2 separate regions of the Arabidopsis thaliana genome follow, and region 2 is linked to region 1. The links are chromatin contacts, called in public capture Hi-C maps. All regions are on one chromosome and are shown on one strand. The core of a region is the stretch at or near the end of the contact, and the rest is flanking DNA. Distances in the headings are between cores, read along the strand shown.

Evidence for each region. Capture Hi-C pulls out chosen DNA fragments and counts their contacts.
Region 2: a capture Hi-C map of root shows a contact between it and region 1, with 3 times the contacts expected there. The contact joins the promoter of AT5G50290 here to the promoter of CLC-C in region 1.

Annotation. Positions count from the first base shown.
Region 1 is chr5:20,290,973-20,294,490 of TAIR10.1, reverse strand. CLC-C (chloride channel C) reads left to right here and starts at 2,059. Exons shown (of 8, transcript NM_124367.4): 1 at 2,059-2,553; 2 at 3,053-3,253; 3 at 3,450-3,518. The coding sequence starts at 2,348.
Region 2 is chr5:20,459,959-20,463,481 of TAIR10.1, reverse strand. AT5G50290 (wall-associated receptor kinase galacturonan-binding protein) reads right to left here and starts at 1,705. Exons shown (of 4, transcript NM_124408.4): 1 at 1,275-1,705; 2 at 367-777. The coding sequence starts at 1,668. EMB1006 (Pentatricopeptide repeat (PPR) superfamily protein) reads right to left here. Exons shown (of 2, transcript NM_124407.2): 1 at 3,382-3,523; 2 at 1,772-3,286. The coding sequence ends at 1,978.

The DNA of each region.
Region 1 (3,518 bases), core at 810-3,309:
ACGTTCATTCTCATGCGTACACGTTTATCCGATGCATAAAAAATAATTCCGACGATGTATCATTTAATTAAACATGCTTAATTTTATATTGATGATGTTTCTGTTCTATATATTGTTGCGTTTAAGACTTCACTACACTATATTAATAATCTAGAAAACTATTTTTTATATAGTAAATGCACGTTGTAGTTGATAAATAATGGTAGTCTGACAATAAGTCGACGAAGATTGATTCAAAATTCTATCCTAGAACCTTGATGTCCACGTTATTAATGCAACTACCCTAAAAGTTTAAATCCTAGATCCTTCAGATCTGCAACCATGTATATGGTATGGCCTTTGGAATATTCAGGATATTCCCACGGTGCTCTTGCAGTTGTGCCCGTCGCTTGCTCTCACCCGCGAACGGCCCTTAAATCCAAACTCATATGATTTGATTTCAAAAGCATTCCATAAAACTGTTTTCTTGTATACAAAGATATAGGTTATGGCTTGTACCACTAGCATCCATATTCCGCAACATGTCAACGAAGATTTCTATAGTTTTAACACAATCATTTTTTTTGTAGATATCTTAGGGTGTCTTCAACTCCACTTAAATTTTCCCTCTATATTTATTAGAGTAAAATCATTTTTAATTCCACACTCTATACATCATTCTAAAACACAGTAAAGGATATGATTACTCTATATATATGTGGAGTAACTCTAATGTTTACTCTATTCTTTTTAGAATAAAATATAATAAAATGATACATTTGAGAAAACCCCTACTCTATTTTAGAATTACTATATTCTAGAGTAAAAAACATACATTGGAGATGATGGTCTTTTAGCTAGATAGGATTTAGGAGCTTCCGCTTGATCAAAAAAAAAAAAAACAGAGAGTTAGGAGCTTCCAAACAAAGTTCAACTATCGTGAGTACATTAACTCATTGCGGATGTTAATATATCTTAGTTGTGGCTTTCACCATTATACTCAAAATAAAAGAAGTGGAGACACTAAGATGTCGACTGGCCTATCAAATGTTGAAAAACCATCAAAACAAAGATCGAGTTGATTAATAATTATACAGTTGTGGCAGATTTTAAAACTAACCCCACAATCTATTAAAACTTGAGAGTGTTCCTTGGAATGAATTCAACATGTGTATTACAACACAATCAAGAAATTAATTCGGTAGGAAACCATGATTTTGATGAGACAATAAACGATTGGATCCGATCAATTTCCCCATAAATTTTTGCAATAATAAAATATGTCAAGGTCAGGTTCCATAACTAAAGGAAAACAATATCTGCATTTCTTTATCGTGTTTCTCCATCTTGCATGAATAAGAAGAATTGTTAAAAAGTGAATGCATACCTTGTTGATCTAATAACTAAAAAAAAAAAAAAAAGAGAAGGATCAACTGATTTACACCAAAGACATCTTAATTTGATTGGATCTAGCCAGTAGCCACCTCTCATAAAAGTTTAAAAGACTTTCTAACCAATAGATGTTGTTTTTTGTTTTGGTTTTAATGTTAAATCCAATAGATTTTGTTCTTCTCTTGAATTGTGTGATGTTTCAACAAGTCTGGCAAATACACAGTGGTTCGTATAATTGGACGATGTCTACCCTAGTTTGGGCTCATTTGGTTTCTTGTTGAAATCCAGTTTTGGGAACTAAAAATCATTATAAAATTTTAACAACAAAATTTTCATATCTAGAAACTAAATAAACACACATGAGAAGTAAGATTTCAAAAATATCTGTAATTGAGTTAGAATCAAAACAAACTTTACAAGATCATGTGAAAAAAATATACATATATTATTTTTATATAAGTATATCGGACACAGTTGTAAAATTTGAGAGAAATTATTTATGAAAAATCAATTCAAAATAATATATATAAAAAACAAATAGTTTTTTCCCCCATAAAATATCACGATTGTATACAAATTTGTTGGGCAAAAACAATACTATGAAAATTTTCATAATTAGATAATTTATTTATGCAAGTTTTTTTTTGTTATTGACTTTTTTATTTATTTAGAAGAATATATCCTTATGAAAATCATAACAAAGAAAGAGAGTTTAGTTTTGCCTAAATTAGGATCAAATAAAAAAACAAAATTCCTGACCCATACCACTCTACGACCTCCCTCAAAAAAAAACAAAAAAGAAAAAAAAACAATAAAAAAATCGACTTTTTAGCATCTGCTTGAGCGCGAGAGGTTCATGATTCCAGGAATCTCGTGCCCAATTATATAGCTTTCCATTTCTGTGGCTTTGTAATCTGATCGGAAATCGAAAACAAACAATTTTATTTTCTTAAAAAAACAAGATCGTGGAGGAGAGATGGATGATCGGCACGAAGGAGACCATCATGATATAGAGGTTGAAGGAGGAGCTTTACATGGTTTCGAGAGGAAGATATCTGGGATTCTAGACGATGGATCTGTCGGATTTCGACAGCCTCTTCTCGCTAGGAATCGAAAGAACACAACTTCTCAGATCGCTATTGTCGGAGCTAATACTTGTCCCATCGAAAGCCTTGATTACGAGTCTGTCCTTTTTCTCCCTCTTCTCTTTTCTTCTGCACATAACTTGATGTTTCGTTCTTTTTTCTGGATAAAGTTTTTAACTTTGGCAATTAGACTTTAATATGCTTAAATGTTTTCGATTAGTTTTTAAACTTCATCTCAAATTTGATTATGAGTCTATGAAGTTTTGGATTATGTAACATTTTGGGTCCCATCCCATGTATAATTTTTAAATCATAATGTTTTCATTTTTAATACTTTTGGGTAAAAATTGAAGCTTTTAGCTTTTGAGAGACATCATAGCCACTTCACCTAGCAATAGGTATGCTATACAATCTATTAGATTGAGAAAAGTGCAAATCTTTTTGGGGTCTTTATGATGATGCAATCATAGTTTCAGACTGAATTTGACTTTTTGTCTTTGTGTGTGTCTCCTACTGGTGTCTTGCCTAATTTGGTGTGAATGATTATAGCTTATGTAAACATATCAGGATCTTGACTTGGGATTTTTATTTGGCAGGATCTTCGAAAATGATTTTTTCAAGCAAGACTGGAGGTCTAGGAAGAAGATTGAGATACTTCAGTATACGTTTCTCAAATGGGCGCTTGCTTTTCTTATTGGTTTAGCTACTGGACTTGTTGGCTTTTTGAATAACCTTGGTGTTGAGAATATAGCTGGATTTAAACTCTTGCTCATCGGTAATCTCATGCTCAAGGAAAAGTAAGTCTAGCTTTTGTTGTTTATCTCTGCTTCTACGCCATTTTTTAGCACTTTCTATCCTGTTTCAGTTACTGTTTATTCACTGATTATATCTAAATTTCTTAATGGTTAATACTGTTATGAGAATTAAGGCTCACAGGGATATATGTGTGGATCAGAATGATAAATGACATCGGATGTTTCTCAAATACTGCAGATATTTCCAGGCATTTTTTGCATTTGCTGGTTGTAACTTAATTTTGGCAACTGCTGCTGCTTCACTCTG
Region 2 (3,523 bases), core at 456-2,955, 170 kb before region 1:
CACTCGGTGCTAGAGCCGGTCCAACGTTATTTGTTGAATATTATAAACTCATATACGAAATACCAAAAAACCTTAATTTAATAACATTTTAGGTCAAAAACGAAAAAAAAACGAAAAAAAAGAAGGTGAAATAACATATATGCATGTGCATTTTACTATGTTTACTCTTAAACTGCGATGATTATATGATCAATCTAGTCTTGGTTCGACTTTTTCGGGAATATTTTTACGAATAAAGTAACAAAACAAAAACACTTATATAATGCATAAGTTATATGGTTAAGGTTTAGGTTCATATTTGATTTATATAATTGATAAAACACAAATCAACTTTTAACTAAAAAAATCTGATAATTCAAAACTGACCTGAATCACAGTTTGTAGTGGAATTATGGTTGTCACACATGCAAACATGTCTAAGCCCTCCACCATCAGCAGGTTCATAGCCACAAGTCCCAGAAGTTGCAACACACGCACGACAAAACGCATCACTTCCTTGGAGTTCATACTTAACACGTATCCCATAAGCCCAATCAGAGGGTCCTCTAAGTTTCAAGGGTGCTAGATTATACGCACTACTGTATCCTTCACACTCCAACTTACTTAGATTAATCGCTTTTACGGATTCGAACCCGACCCCACAACACATGGGTGGACCTGACCCGGAATGTATACCCGGTTGTCTGTATCCGACCATGTCCCAAGCTGGACATGACATGTATTCTTCGCAGCTCATTCCAGAGATGTTGCGGCACGGCACTTTCTTTTCCGGGAAGCCTATTAACCAAATGTAACCGGATTATTAACCGAATTTAACCGGAACAGAAATCCAAATGTGTTTAAAAACGGCTTGGTTTTAGTTTCTTAACAACCTAATGACCAAAATGAATTTTGCTATTATTAAAACTACAAAAAAAAAACAGATTTTTTGAAAAAGAAAAAGTAAATTTTAATTATCTGTGAATCATAATATATGTAATCATAAATTCATAATAATTCATGTACTAATAATTTACTAATATCTGAAATTATTCAAAACAAAAGCGAATCAAACCAAAATTTCATCAAATCAAACAGATTAGATTTTTTTTTTTACTTCTAGTTTTCTATGAACCAAACCCAAAAAAAAAAAAAATAGAACTCAAATTGTAAACCGGATTTGAAAAATGCAAACTAAAATTTGAAAAGTTGTGTGGCCTACAGAATGTAAATAAATCAAAATTTAATCTTTAAGTTGATTTTTTTTTGAAATATTGTTGTAGTAACTTACTAACCTTGAAATATAGGAGATTTAGGAGAACATCCGATCAACATAAAGACATTATCTGAGGTAGGATTGAAATATGGAGTTCTCCAATCCTCAGCTTCAAAGCCATTGCCTTTGCCACCGAGCACGATGGTTTCGCAGTTCGACATGTGAGGATCATGCAGTGTTATGGACTGATATGCGTAATCGATGTCCAAAACTCTATAAGAACCTGAACTTATGTGAAACATCAACACATCGTTCATACAAAACAATAGATCTCTATACCCTGGATGCCCACATCCGTTTCGGATCCCAAACGGATAATCAACGGTTATGTTTCCACAGTATGATCGACATGCGTCCACAACGCAAATCTCAAAGAGTGTCACAAAGGATAGAATCAAGATCAAGATTTTCATTTTCTTTATTTGGGTTGTTTACAAGAGAGTGATGTGTGTGATCTTTGATGCAGAGAGCTAAGAGTTATATCTAAAGATTGCTTGCTACTTAAGAGATACTTCGCTTGTCGGAATAATAAAGCTAAACTTTTGCACTTTTTACTACACATGACCAAGGTATGTCCTAGGAACATAAAAAATTAGAATGCTAATAAATAAGGCTATAAGTACAAAGAACAGAGGAACATATATTGAATACAACTAGATTCGTATAGCTTGAGAATCCTCACTATGTACCACTAAAGCATTTATATAGCTTTTAGGCTACCTTCAAGATCGGTGACGACCAGGAGAAGTAGTTCGATTCGTCTTGTACTTCCAAAACTCATCTTTCTTCCCCTTCGTCTTAGCTTTAACCCGACCGAATTTGCTATTAATTATACCAAGTATGGCAGTCTTATCCTTTCTGTTCTTTGTCTTTGCCTTGTCTTCCAGAATCGCCCTAAGTTTCTCATAGGACCTTGGGTCTGGTACTTGCCCGCTTTTAACCATCATCTTGTGGTAAAAGAATGCCCTTTTGAAGTCTCGAACACGAACAAACGCGTAGATCATTGTTGAATATGTGATGGAATCAGGTTTTAAGTTAAGAGCAGCCATTTCCTTCAACAGTTGCGGCAGTTTTGCATCTTGTCCTCCCCGTGCGTATGCATTCATCAGCATATTGTAAGTCATGACACTCGGCTGCAAACCCATTTTACTAAACTCAGATACAACATCCCTTGCTTCAATGTAGAGTCCTTGCTTGGCAAACCCATCGAGAAGAGTGTTATATGTTATCCGTGTCCCTTTGATTTTTTCTCTCAGCATTAGTTTCCAAATTTCCATCAGCTTTCCAGTGTCGCCTGATCGTCTGAATGCATCAAGAACTGATGTGTATGTTTCAACCGACGGTTTAATCCCCTCCTTACACATCTCTTCAAAGGAAGCATAAGCTTTTTCGTGCCACCCGCTAACCGAGTAAGCATGAATAAGAGCTGTGTAAGAATGTGAAGAAGGTTTCAAACCTACTTTCTTCATCCGCAGGAAAGCATCAGCAGCCATATCACTCATCTTCTTCGTCCTCCCATACGCACTAATCAAACACGTGTACGATTTCACATTTGGCTCTAAACCTAAATCCTCCATCTCCCGCAGAAGTGTCTCAACGATATCAGGCTGCATCCTTCTAGCATAAGCATCCATAAGAATGTTATAAGTTGCAGCCGAAGGCTTCAAGCCTTTATCTCTCATTTCAGTAAAAAGACCTTCCACTTCTTCTATGTGGTTGGATTTGTTGTAAGCATCCATCAACGTATTATACACAATCGTGTTTGAACGGATACCTTTCTTCTCCATCTCTGTTTGAATCACAAGAGCTTCTTCTTTAAGCCCTTCATCACAAAACGACTTCACAAGGCCACCGAAAACATCCTGACTCCACTTCACACCTTTCTCACTCATCTTCTCGAATATCTCCCAAACTTCTTTCGCACTTCGTCCTGCTTTCCTCAAGGTTGTGATCAATATAGCACATGTAACATTGTCCGGATACACATTGATCTTATCCATAGCTTCATACACTTCCCAAGCATCATCATACCTAACAAAAGATCACCAACTACACAATTTGACCAAAAACTACAACTTTTCATTCTTTAGAACTGAATCATCGTGCAAAGAGGAAAAAGATGATACCTTTGAGAAGCTGAGAGACCAGAAATGGCGGCATTGTAGAGACGAACATCTCTAAACTCTTCCTTATCTGGTAAATTACTTAGCAGAAGCAGAATGTAATCAGCCATTCTTTCTCTACCGAGCAATGTAAACAACACAGAGC